Linked DNA regions of Sus scrofa: region 1 is linked to region 2. A link is a contact called in public promoter capture Hi-C data. All regions are on one chromosome and are shown on one strand. Each heading gives the region's core, a stretch centred on a gene start, on an enhancer-like site or on the middle of the called end of the contact. The rest is flanking DNA. Distances are from core to core; before and after follow the strand shown. Region 1 overlaps LRP6 (low-density lipoprotein receptor-related protein 6). Region 2 holds the start of LRP6 (low-density lipoprotein receptor-related protein 6).

Evidence for each region. Promoter capture Hi-C pulls out the DNA fragments that hold promoters and counts their contacts.
Region 1: a promoter capture Hi-C map of fetal skeletal muscle shows a contact between it and region 2, with 4 times the contacts expected there. The contact joins the enhancer-like site here to the promoter of LRP6 in region 2. A contact is called at or near these places in 1 of 5 promoter capture datasets (fetal skeletal muscle), 2 of 47 Hi-C or Micro-C datasets (embryonic fibroblasts and mesenteric adipose tissue) and 2 of 2 datasets of contacts at active chromatin or transcription factors (alveolar macrophages and skeletal muscle).

Annotation. Positions count from the first base shown.
Region 1 is chr5:60,228,965-60,234,637 of Sscrofa11.1, reverse strand. The region is part of intron 4 of LRP6 (low-density lipoprotein receptor-related protein 6); the gene reads right to left. Among named protein-coding and RNA genes, the nearest start is that of LRP6, 83 kb to the right of the region's middle. Within about 2 kb of position 2,832, at least 11 of the 83 cell types and tissues checked have an H3K27ac peak or open chromatin away from gene starts, as enhancers often do. A contact at or near this core is called in embryonic fibroblasts, fetal skeletal muscle and skeletal muscle, where this site is marked.
Region 2 is chr5:60,146,664-60,152,767 of Sscrofa11.1, reverse strand. It overlaps LRP6 (low-density lipoprotein receptor-related protein 6), which reads right to left and starts at 3,727. Exons shown (of 24, transcript XM_021092344.1): 1 at 3,393-3,727. The coding sequence starts at 3,462.

The sequences.
Region 1 (5,673 bases), core at 1,583-4,082, 83 kb before region 2:
TCATGGCAATGCCAGATCCTTAACCCACTGATCGTGAGGCCAGGGAGCGAATCCACATCCTCATGGATACTAGTCCGGTTCGTTACCACTGAGCCACATTGGGAACTCCAAGGTTATCCTCCAACTTACTTGAATTTTTTTTAATCAGTCATCTGTCTGGCTGTCACTGCTTAAACTTTTTTGTATAATGATTTTTATTTTTTCCATCATAGCTGGTTTACAGTGTTCTGTCAATTTTCCACTGTACAACAAGGTGACCTCATCACTGCTTAAACTTGTAAATTTAACAAATCATGCTCTTCATTATCATTCAGTCTTTACCAGTTTTGAATGTATTCTTTCATACTACTACTCTTATTTTCATATTGTGTCTCCTTGAACTTTTTTTTTTTCCTTTTTTGGCTGCCCCATGGCATATGGGGTTCCCAGGCTGGATCAGCTCTGAGCCACTGCTGTTGCAACACTGGGTCCTCAACCCACTATGCCAGGCCAAGGATCAAACTTATGTTCCCAAGACACCGCCAACCCCGTTGAGCCACAGCAGAAACTCCTCCTTGAACTTTGATAATTTTTTTTCTCCTGCATTTTACAGGAAATTACAGCAAAATACCTATTCTGATTCTTTAATACAGATCATTCATGTGCACAGTAGTATCTTCTCACGTGCCTTGTTATTTTATTTTTTTCCTAATGGGGAGGGTTTTCAGAGGGAAGGCTGTATTTTATTGGAAGGTGAGATTAGTTCTGTTTAAGTCTGCAAATTTCTAGTCCAAGCTTTGAGATCAAAAAGGTAGAATGTGAATAAAATTTTGATTTACCACAGCTTCATTTTAATTTGGAAATCAAATCACACTAGAGGCAGGGAGAATTTGAAACCAGCAACAACAGCAGCATATTCCTGTTTCTTTTGCATGTTTCTGATAGCACCAAGAAGTCTGCTGATATTGCAACCCTGCTTATTCTCCGGCACCACTGTGCTCATTCAAGCCAGTTTTAATTACCTCTGATCTTTGCCTAACATGCTCAATCATGTCAAGTATGGTTGCCATAACATGTGCCTTCAGTGTCTGGTGTATTTCCCAGAGGTGCTAAGAGACTCCAGATGAGGCCTACTTTCCACCCTATCCCACCTCCCTCTCATTACCCTCACCTTCAGCCACCATCCCTAGAGTTGTAGTTACTATTGCTTATTTAGGTAAATGTCTTCAATTTGCTTCGTTAGGAAGCAGATCCTTCACAAGCTCAGTAGATGACCAGCCATGTTGATGTGCCTGCGTCTGAGCTGGTTTCCTAGAACTAGGAGAACAAGGATGGCTGATCAGGCAACAGCTCAGTCAGAATGGGACATCCTTCAATCCTGAACCCTGTGGAAATTCTTCAGATTTCTGGTATGTGGTTATCTTTGCCTAAGTCTCTAGGACTAATGTAAAATTCCTCTATGTTTATGGTCCATGGCTTTAATAACCATTAACTTGATAATGTCTATAAATCTGTATCTCCTTCTGAGACTGCTCTGTGGAGCTGCAGGTTCATATAACCAAAATTCCTCAGACTTTTTATCACCATAGTTTTCTGTAAGCAACACAAACATGTCCAAAGCTGAACTCAACCACATTCTCTTCCTACACAAAAGAAAGAAAGAAAGAAAGAAAGAAAGAAAGAAAGAAAGAAAGAAAGAAAGAAAGAAGAGAGTAAAGAAAGACAGAAAAGAGTAAAGAAAGAAAGAAAAGAGTAAAGAAAGGAAAAAGAATCTACCCTCCTTTCCTGAATCTTCTATCTCAATGAATGGCACTTCCATCAAACCAGTCATTCAAAGCAGAAATCTAAGAGCCATCACAGACACCATCAGGGAGCCACAAGTGGTATGTTAGCACTGGCACAGAGTACACAAGGAAGGAAGTGGTGAGAATATCTGTTTAAAACGAGGTAAAGGAATTAGATCATGTAAGTTACAGTGAAGGATTTATACTTTATCCGGAGAACAAGGATGATTACTTGGAAGATTTAAGAAAGTGAAATAATAATCTTCAAACCATTCTCTACACAACCACCAAAATAGTATTTCTAAAAAACAAATCCATCCATGTCAATTTGCTGCTTGAAAATCTCCAATGACTTAATACTTTCCAGTGTAAAATTCAAAAGCCTCATCTTAGAATTTTAGACCCTGTGTCATCTGGCTCCTCTCCAACTCTCTACACTTGCCTCCAACCACTCCTCACATTCCTGTTGCTGCTGAACAGGAACACTGACAAACCAAAGTATTCTTTAACAACTTTAATAACCTTAATGGGAAAACCTGACTTTGGTAATCAGGAACTACATGAAAGTCTTAAAAGTAATACCCTTTCTTCAAGGATAGTGTTGTTCAAGTTGGTAATCTTCTAGACTTAAAACAAAGATAGATCTAAGAGAAGCCAAGGAGGGGATAAATTCTATCTCTTTAAATTGTCATTAATAAATGCATGTTAGAAAATGCATGAAAGCTTTATCTACATACAAAACCAAACTGATATACTTAAAACCATCTTCCACATCTATGAAGACTCTTTGAAATGTACTATAAATTCCTATTGTCTCTTTTCTGTTAAGGAAGAGGGGCAGCCATGAGCTTCTGAAGCTCATCATGGCAATTACTGTACAGCTTGTGTGGGTTTTTCAGATAAGAAGGGGAAAAAAAAATAACAACTAAATAGCCTTTTCCAGAGCTGAAATGCTAAGACTCTTTCACTTTGTGTGAGTTTTCTTTGGAAAATTTAACAGACCTAAGATTGTGGACAGTGTTCCCAAGGGCTAAGTGGTGATCTATCGGCTATCTCCTTCCAAGATCAGACTGCACCCGTAAATAGTTTGGATGGCTTTTTGGCAAATGCATCGGCGTTCACTCAAAAGGAATTCAAAAGTCCTTCAGAAGTTTAAGGACAAATCCATTATCACTGGAAGACCAGCTAAAAGCTCATACTTTCGTTTTTGCATCGTCAAAAGGACCAATTTCATAAAGAATGGTGTACAATTATTATCCTATAATAAATAATACCATCTAAGAGATTTTAGGTACTGTAAACAAGAAGTGCTAGGTACTGTAACTCTGCTATATGTTCTTATTAAAAGAAAAAATTAGAATGGCAAATTTTTTTTTTTTGTCTTTTTGCCTTTTCTTGGGCCACTCCTGCAGCATATTGAGGTTCCCAGGCTAGGGGTCTTATCAGAGCTGTTGCCGCCAGCCTACACCAAAGCCATCCAGGATCCGAGCCACATCTGTGACCTACATCACACCTCATGGCAACGCCAGATCCTTAACCCACTGAGCAAGGCCAGGGATCGAACCCACAACCTCATGGTTCCTAGTCGGATTCATTAACCACTGTGCCATGACGGGAACTCCCAGAATAGCAATCTTTAAAAGAAGACAGTTTAAGAGATACAGAGTTTATCCTCTCTCCTTGGCTTCTCTTAAATCTATCCTCATTTTAAGACTAGAAGATTACCATCTTGAACATTAGCTTAATCATTTGAGAACTACCTTTACTGAATTATGTCCCCAATTTTAAACAAAGACCACCATGGGCAAGTAATATGAAATCAACGTGCACAGAAAAATGTAAACACTATTCATTACATCCCTACTGACTCCATGTGAAAAAATTCTCCAACTTAATATGATGAAAATCTTCCCTTAGAAAGAACTCATAAGTTTCCACCTTTCCAATGATGTGTGCTGAGAACTCATTTTAATCTAGCTGCTGAGAAGCTTAAAGATAACTTTAAAAAAAATTTTGTGGGATGGAAATCCTATAAAATTAGATTGTGATGATCACTGTACAACTATAAATGTAATAAATTCATTGAGAAAAAAATAAAAAATTATATGAAATAGCAGATACACAGACAACTATTCAAGACAAATAATAATTTCATGAGTTAGTATCTGGTAAACACCCTATAATTTTCATCCAGAAAAAGAAAGAACTTTGCCAACCACCTCAGAAGACACCTCACAGATCTTGTCCCATTCCTTCCCTCTCTGCAAAAGTAACTGTAATCCTGACTTTGTAGCAGTCACTTCCTTACCTTCCTTTATAGTTTTATTACCCTAGTGTGTATCCACAGAAAAACAGTTTGGGTTTGACTACCTATTTTTTTCATTTGCTATGTCTTTTAAGTCTCTCTCTTTTATAATTCTTTATTTTTTAGAGCAGTATTAGGTTCACAGCCAAACTAAAAGGAAGGTAAGAAATTTCCCATAGATGCCTGGCCCCCACACATGCACAGCTTTCCCCCATTATCAACATCTCCACCAGAGTGGTACTTCTGTTACAAATACTAAGCCTACACTGACCCATCATAATCACCCAAAGTCTACAGTTTCCCTTAAGGATCATTCTTGGTGGTACATGTTCTATGGATTTGGTCTGATGGACTATGACATGTACCTATCATTATCGTATTTTCACTACCCTAAATTTAAATGCTCTGTGCTCAGCCTATTCATCCCCTTTACAGACTCTTTTAAACTCAGGTTCCTTTATGATTCTTTACAGTTTATCTGCTGGAGGACCTGGGATATTTGATCTGTATGTCCAGATCTGCTGATGCACACTCACGGTGCAGTTCAGTATGTCTCTATCCTCTATTTCTCCTGCAAATTGCAAGTTTGATCAGCCTCAAGGTGAAGTGATCCTTCGGCAAAATAAAAGGGATGCTCTTTTCTTCCATCAGGTGGCAAAAAAAAGCGTCTATTCATTCTTTTCCTTGTTGTGATATTAGCAGCTATTGAAGTTCAATGCCTAGATCCAGTGGTTCAATGGAAGTTATAAAATGCTGATATTCTAATTATTCCTTTTATATCATTTTTAAAATTAGCTGGAATAGCTTTCTTTAACCTACTACTTGGTTAGCTACTGGTAGATTCATACAGGAAAGGGAGCACAAACTGCTTGACTCTTCCTCTTCATTAGCAACATTCAGGGTAATGAACTGGTTCTCCATTCATAATCTAAGCTGCTTACTTCTTTTAAAAATATATCACAGAGTTCCTGTCGTGGCTCAGTGGTTAACGAATCCGACTAGGAACCATGAGGTTGCGGGTTCAATCCCTGCAGCCTCGCTCAGTGGGTTAAGGATCTGGTGTTGCTGTGGCTCTGGTGTAGGACGGCGGCTGCAGCTTCAGTTAAACCCCTAGCCTAGGAACCTCCATATGCCATGGGTGCGGCCCTAGAAAAGACAAAAACAAACAAATAATCATTATGAACACAAGGATTTAAACACACTTGATGGGTTTCTATCAATCTTTGACCAGTGAGAGGCTTCTCAAGTTATTTCTCCAGGCTTTCTGAAATGACCCTGGTAGCCTGTAATAGCTTCCTTGCTGTCCAATATGACATAATATTCTAGCTCATCTTGGACACTTCTTGCAGGAGACATACAATCAACCATTTCGCCTGAATGGTATGATTTTTACCCCTAGTCTTCAGCAGTGGTCATAGTAAAGAAACATATGTATTTATGTGTAGGTATTTTTTCAACACAAAGTACTGATATGAGCTTTCAATTAACTGTCTGGTAACCATTTTTCCTGTGTTTCTATGAATTTGACTTTTTTTTTTTTTTTTTTTTTTAAGATTCCACATATAATGACACCATGCAATATTTGTCTTTATCTGGCTCATTTCG
Region 2 (6,104 bases), core at 2,478-4,977:
GGGGCACTTCTGCATGCATGAATGTGGCGAAAGAGAAAGAAAAAGAAAAAGAAAAAAAAGCTGACATGCAATATTTATAGATTACAGACACTTATAGTATCCTCAAACTTAAATTTTTTTTTTTTTTTTTGGTCCTTTTATGGCCACAGGTGCAGCATATGGCAGTTTCCAGGCTAGAGGTCAAATCAGAATTGCAGCTGCTGGCTACACCACAGCATCTTCAACCTACACCGCAGCTCATGGTAAAAGGTGGATCCTTAATGCACAAAGTGAGGCCGGGGATCAAATTGGTGTCCTCATGGATACTTGCCAGGTTCATTACCACTAACAGAAGTCCCCAAAACTTAAATTCTTATAGAAAATATTTCTTCTAGGAAATCAGAGCTATAATCTTTTCTAATCAGTATTTGGAAGTAAAAGAAAGGTAAGGATAGCAACCTATATTGTGAGGTCTATTAGAGCAGGACCCAGGTCTATTTTGCTCATCACTATACACCATCAAAGCCTGATATATAGTAGGTATTTCATACCTAATTGTGAAAAGAATAACAAATCCCTGCTCTTAACATTAATTAGCTGTAGGATCTTGATCACGGTATAATCTCTCTGTATCTGAGTTTCCCCACTTGCAAATGAAGTGGTTAGACCAGAATGATCAAGATCTCTAAGAACTGGTGAAACTCATATAAAATAAATCTCATATCCCCAGCATGTGAGGGTATGTCCAGGGTCAAAAATTGTAACAAAAAAATAATATCTGCAAATCACTTATATTCAGTTCCTCACTTAATATACCCCGCCCCCCAAAAAACAGCTCGCTATTATCGCCCACAATTTACATGTAAAGAAACTGGAGCCCATAGAAACTGACTTCAAACACAAAGTTATTACGCAGGGAAGCACAGGCTTCCCCCCCCCAGGGCCGCTTCCCACCGCATATGGAGGTTCCCAGGCTAGGGGTCTAATCGGAGCTGTAGCCGCCAGCCTACACCACAACCACAGCAGCACAGGATCCAAGCCGCGTCTGCAACCTACACCACAGCTTACAGCAACACGGGATCCTTAACCCACTGAGCAAGGCCAGGAATAGAACCCGCAACCTCATGATTCCTAGTCGGAATCGTTAACCACTGCGCCACGAGAGGAACACCAACACAGGCTTTAAATCCAACATTTTCGGATTGAAATTCCCAAATCTATCCTTCACACCTTTTCCTCTGATGGTAGGGAAAGGGATGCAGCCCAGATGATGATAGTATTATGCCCTAGCTCTCAGCTATTGGTGTAACAGAGCTACAGAAAAAAGTTCTCCCCAACTCTCTCATCATCCCACCTTCCCAATGTTAGAGCTCCAACTCTTCTGTGAAGACAAATGAGCTTAATTAAACTAGTTAATTACATTTCTCCCTGGAGTCCAAGGTTAACTAATATCACTGTTTTAACAGAAGACGACATTAGCAAGGAATGAAAAGAATATAAGTTATGAATAAAAATCTTCCACAGTGAAAAACAGTTTTAGTTGAAATACATAGTTAAGTAGGTTAAATTCAAAGACCACCTTATACCATTAATATGCTACATTTAAAATGAGAGCTTCACTTTTCAAAACTTTGTTTCCTAGTGGAAATGAGACAATTTAAACTATTAACTCTTTTAGGTCTTCATATATAGTATCACATTTCAAAATATAACTCATTATTTCTCTTAACTCCAATAATGACCAAAACCAACTCTGGGCTCAAACTTGGTGTTAAACATTTACATCAAATCCTTCTATTCCAAGAAATACAACTGAGCAACCAGAAGCATGCCAGGTAATGATTTTCAATTTCCCCAAGACTTTAACCCATCAGCTGATTCTATTTATTAACCTTTAAATATACACATATTCTTATGTCAAATATAATCCCCTTTCAACAAGGAGTAAACTGTAATAAACATATACTTATTAAACCTCTTAAGTACTTAAAACTGCATTAAATTCTCAGCCAAGAAAATGAAATAAGCACTATCTTTCTGGAGTTTAAACGTGGAAATAGTTTGGAATGTGCTTACAGTTGAGTCCCAATTATTAAGTATAAGTAGATACAACATGCAGACATTATAATCCTGAGACACGAATAAAGGAAAAAAATTTCTCCTCTCAAAATTGTCAATCACGCTTATCCAAAATAAATAAATATGCACACAAATAGCTTATCTGGCTCATTTATAGCACAACACGGTTAGTTACTATCGTGCTCTGGAAACTTCCGTTAAGTTTGAACACTTAACAAACGTTTAGCCTGTTAAATTAATAGCTAAAAATCTCCTTACACTCAAGAGGTCCCATATCTGAAAAGAACTGACAGTGAACACAAGCGAAAATCTTAACGAAACCAAAGCTACATACAAATCATTGCATCAATTGGCACTTAAATTGCTCGGCTGGTAAATGCCCCACAGCATCAGAGTCATCACTGCCTCAACACTGGCTAAGTTTGAGAATAGCTGCTGAAATCTTGCGGGCCAGTCAAAAACCTCAGCGAACTAAAATCACAAAATAAAAGTCACAGCCTATGTGACAGCTTTGCGGGCCAATTAAAAACAAACAAACAAGCCAAGGAACCACAGAATTTACTCGATTCTCGAGCAAATTCTCCCGGGGAGCGCAGCAGATGGTAGCTTAGGTCCCGGGACAGGCTCCTCTCCACCAAGGATGACTTTCCTGCTTGGTGCCAACTGTACACTTGCAAGCTCCGAAAATAGGGGCAAGTTCTGAATACCAGGGGTTACAAGGGCAACGTTTCTATTTTATCACGGGCTGAAGCCCAGACGACTCCCAAGGCTGAAACGCTCGACCTATAACCTCGGAGTCGCTTTCCAACTGTGCTCTCACCCACGATCATTATATCCCCAAAGGAAGCCAATTATTAGTTGTAACAAGGCCTGGAAAAATAGTAAGAGGGCTCTAAAAGTTCACAAGACAGACACGGAAAAGGTGGGGGCAGGAGAAGCCCGACGTTGAAGCATCTCAGGCTCAAACATTCCAAGGGCCAAAATCCATACAAAGCCCCTAGTCCCCAGTGACTCCACGCAGAAACAGACACACCGACCCTCAGTCGCACGGAAAGAATGGGGGGTCCAGGGGGTTACCCGCACAGGCTGCTAATGGTAAACTTAGAATCATCCGTTCCGACCAGGTCGGGCAGGCGAGGCGGGGGCTGCATCGTGGCCGGGCGGAGCGCGCAGCCCCTTCTCCCGGGCCCCTCTCTCCCTCCTTCCCCAAGACCAGGCCTCTCCCCGCTCCTCTTCCCCTTCTTCGCCTCCCTCCCTCCCCTCCCCCAGACACACAGAATGAGGCCCCCTCCCCCCAAAACCCCACCAACTTTCCCCGTCCCCGTGCTTCCCACCTCTCAGGAGCACGCAGAAACTGCAGGCCAGGAGGCTCCTCAGGACGGCCCCCATCTTCCCTTCTCGCATTCGCTTCTCTCACCGGCGAGGGGCGGCCCGAAGAGGGGGAGGCGAGGAGCCGGGGCGGCCGCGGCAGCGGCAGGTCTGCACGCTCATGCTTCCCAGCTTTCCGGAGAGAGAGAAGAAAGAAAGGGGCACGTCAAGGCTCCGCGCGCGCCGCCGCCGCCCTCTCTACCGCGCCGCTCCGCCCGGGGCTCGCGCGACGCCAGCGTCTGCTTCCATCCCGCCGCCTCCTCCCCCGGCGCCCCGCTTCCCCCGCGCAGTTCCTCATTCAGCCTCTTCCTCTCACGCCGCGGCGCAGGGATACCGGCTCCCGCCGCCGCCACGGGTCGCCGCCGAGGTCTCCCTGCGCGCGGGCGAGCCCCCTCCCTCGGCACCGCCTCCCGGGCGGTTTAGAAAAGGAGAGAGGGCCGCGCGCACGGCCTCGGCTGGCAGACCCCGGGAAATGCGAGGGGCGAGCAAAAGCGGGCAGGAGGGGAAAGGCCGCCCGGCGGCGCATTCCGATGGGATTCTTTCCCGGGCCGGCCCCTTCGGCCCTCCCCGCGGAGGGCGTGAAGCGACGTCGAACAACATCGGTGCCGGCGTGGTCGGGACTACTTTCTGCGGCTCGGCCGGGCCGCCGCCTGCTCTGCTCTTTGTGCGGCAGCCGCGGGCTGAGCCAGGTGGGGTTCTCGGGCCACGCCGGCCGCCACCTGGGCCAGGGCGGCGAGGGCGTTGAGGGCGGCGGGGGCAGATTGGCTGGAGCCGCGGAGCTGCAAGTCCACGCTCTGGGATATCGATACGGGGTGATGAGCTCAGTCTCCAGGATTGGGAATTGGTTTACGCATCTCTTTTTTTTTTAAGCATATCTCTTTTTAAAGAAAATAAAAACTAATGCTGTATCCACCAGCTTTCAACGTGGATATGGTGAAGGGTGCTCAAACGCCAACACAAAACGGAGATTTATTTTTTCCTCCTGGCTTCCCAGAACTGCAGACTGCCCCCACAATTAAGTCCGACAAGGACTAAAGATTTCTAAACTGGCAGATAAAATTCCAAGATACCTAAGAGAGAGTAAAGGGACAATGGGTCAGGACTGAATTCTGGATTTTACAAATTGCGTTTAATGATGGTTGTTTGGCATGTTTTGATGATCAGTTCTCAGCTGGAGAAGGAAAAGATTCCTCAGCATCTCAGAGTGATTTTGCTCAGCCTCTGCTGGCTGCTCTCCGGGCACTGGGCGTTCAGGGATAGGTGCTCAGACGTCCCTGGAGTCACGTGGCAGCTTCAGTCCAGGAGGGCACACCATCAGGAGTTAACCATAAAGGAACTATCAGGTGCATCCTGCCCAGCCGTCACACGCCCTCACCTGGGGGCAGATGGTGCAGAGGCGGGGATGCCCCTACGTTGGTACTAGCGTCTCAGTGACGCGGTTCACCAAGTGCTGCGCACACATGATTTGACACTCAACTACCCTGGGGTAAGGCAGGTTGTGTTACTTAGTATCCTTATTGCACAGAGGAGGAAAATGAGAATCTGAGGGGTTCAATGACTTTCCCAAGGCCAGTCAGGTGGCGACTAGCCCGTCCAAACCCAAGCCAGGTCTTCCGACTGCAGACCCTGCTCTGTCGGAGAAATGCGCACTGATCCAAAGCCAGGGGTGTCTGTGAGCAGATAGAAGGGCAAAAAAGAGCCAAATCATTTTCTCCTAAATTCACCTGAGAACGTCTAGCCGCCACTAATTTAAATTACCTTCCTCCAAGAACCATGTCAGGACTTGGCAAGTTTTGTATTCTGTCCTCCTCAAAACAGATAATCGAGAACCAGGTTTTCAGCAATTGCCTAGAGAATGTCACCTCGAAGCTATGAGTCTGTGGCGACACCATGATGTAGTTGGGAAGGCATGAGCTTTGGAAAGAGATGGTTAGGATTCAAATCCTACCAGTTACTAGATGTGTAACTTTGGGCATGAAATTTAGGTATACTGCACCTCGTTTTTCTCATTTGTAAAAATGGGAATAATACCTCGATCAGGCTTATAGTAGGAATTAAATTTTAAAGAATTTTAAAGAATTTTAAAGAAAAAATATTTCTCAGTATATAATAGGTGCTGAATAAATGATCATTTCCTTTCTCAACTCCTGCAAAGCGAATGGTATCATAGTAACTTGGAATCCTTCAGAAATTATGGAATACAAGGAGGAAAAGTACATATTCAAGATGTTTATTCCAGGATAATTTCTAAGTAGAAGTAGATAACTACAAAGCCAATGAAAATTAACCTGCAGGGAGTTCCATTGTGGTACAGCAGCTCAGGTCACTGCTGTGGGCACAGGTTGGATCTCTAGCCTGGGAGCTTCTGTATGCCACAGGCGTGGCCAGAAAGGAAAAATTAACCTCCAGAACACCTCATTTTCTTACTTTCTTTCTTACTTTCTTTTTGTTGTTTGTTTGGCCTCAACCATGGCTGTGGAAGCCCCGAGCCAGGGATCCAACCCATGCCACAGTAGTGACCTGAGCCATTGCAATGACAACACCAGATCCTTAACCCACGGAGCCACCAGGAAACTTCAGGACATCCCCACACTTTTTTTTTTTTTTTTTTTGGTCTTTTTAGGGCTGCTCCTGCGGCATACAGAAGTTCCCAGGTTAGGGGTCCAATCAGAGCCATA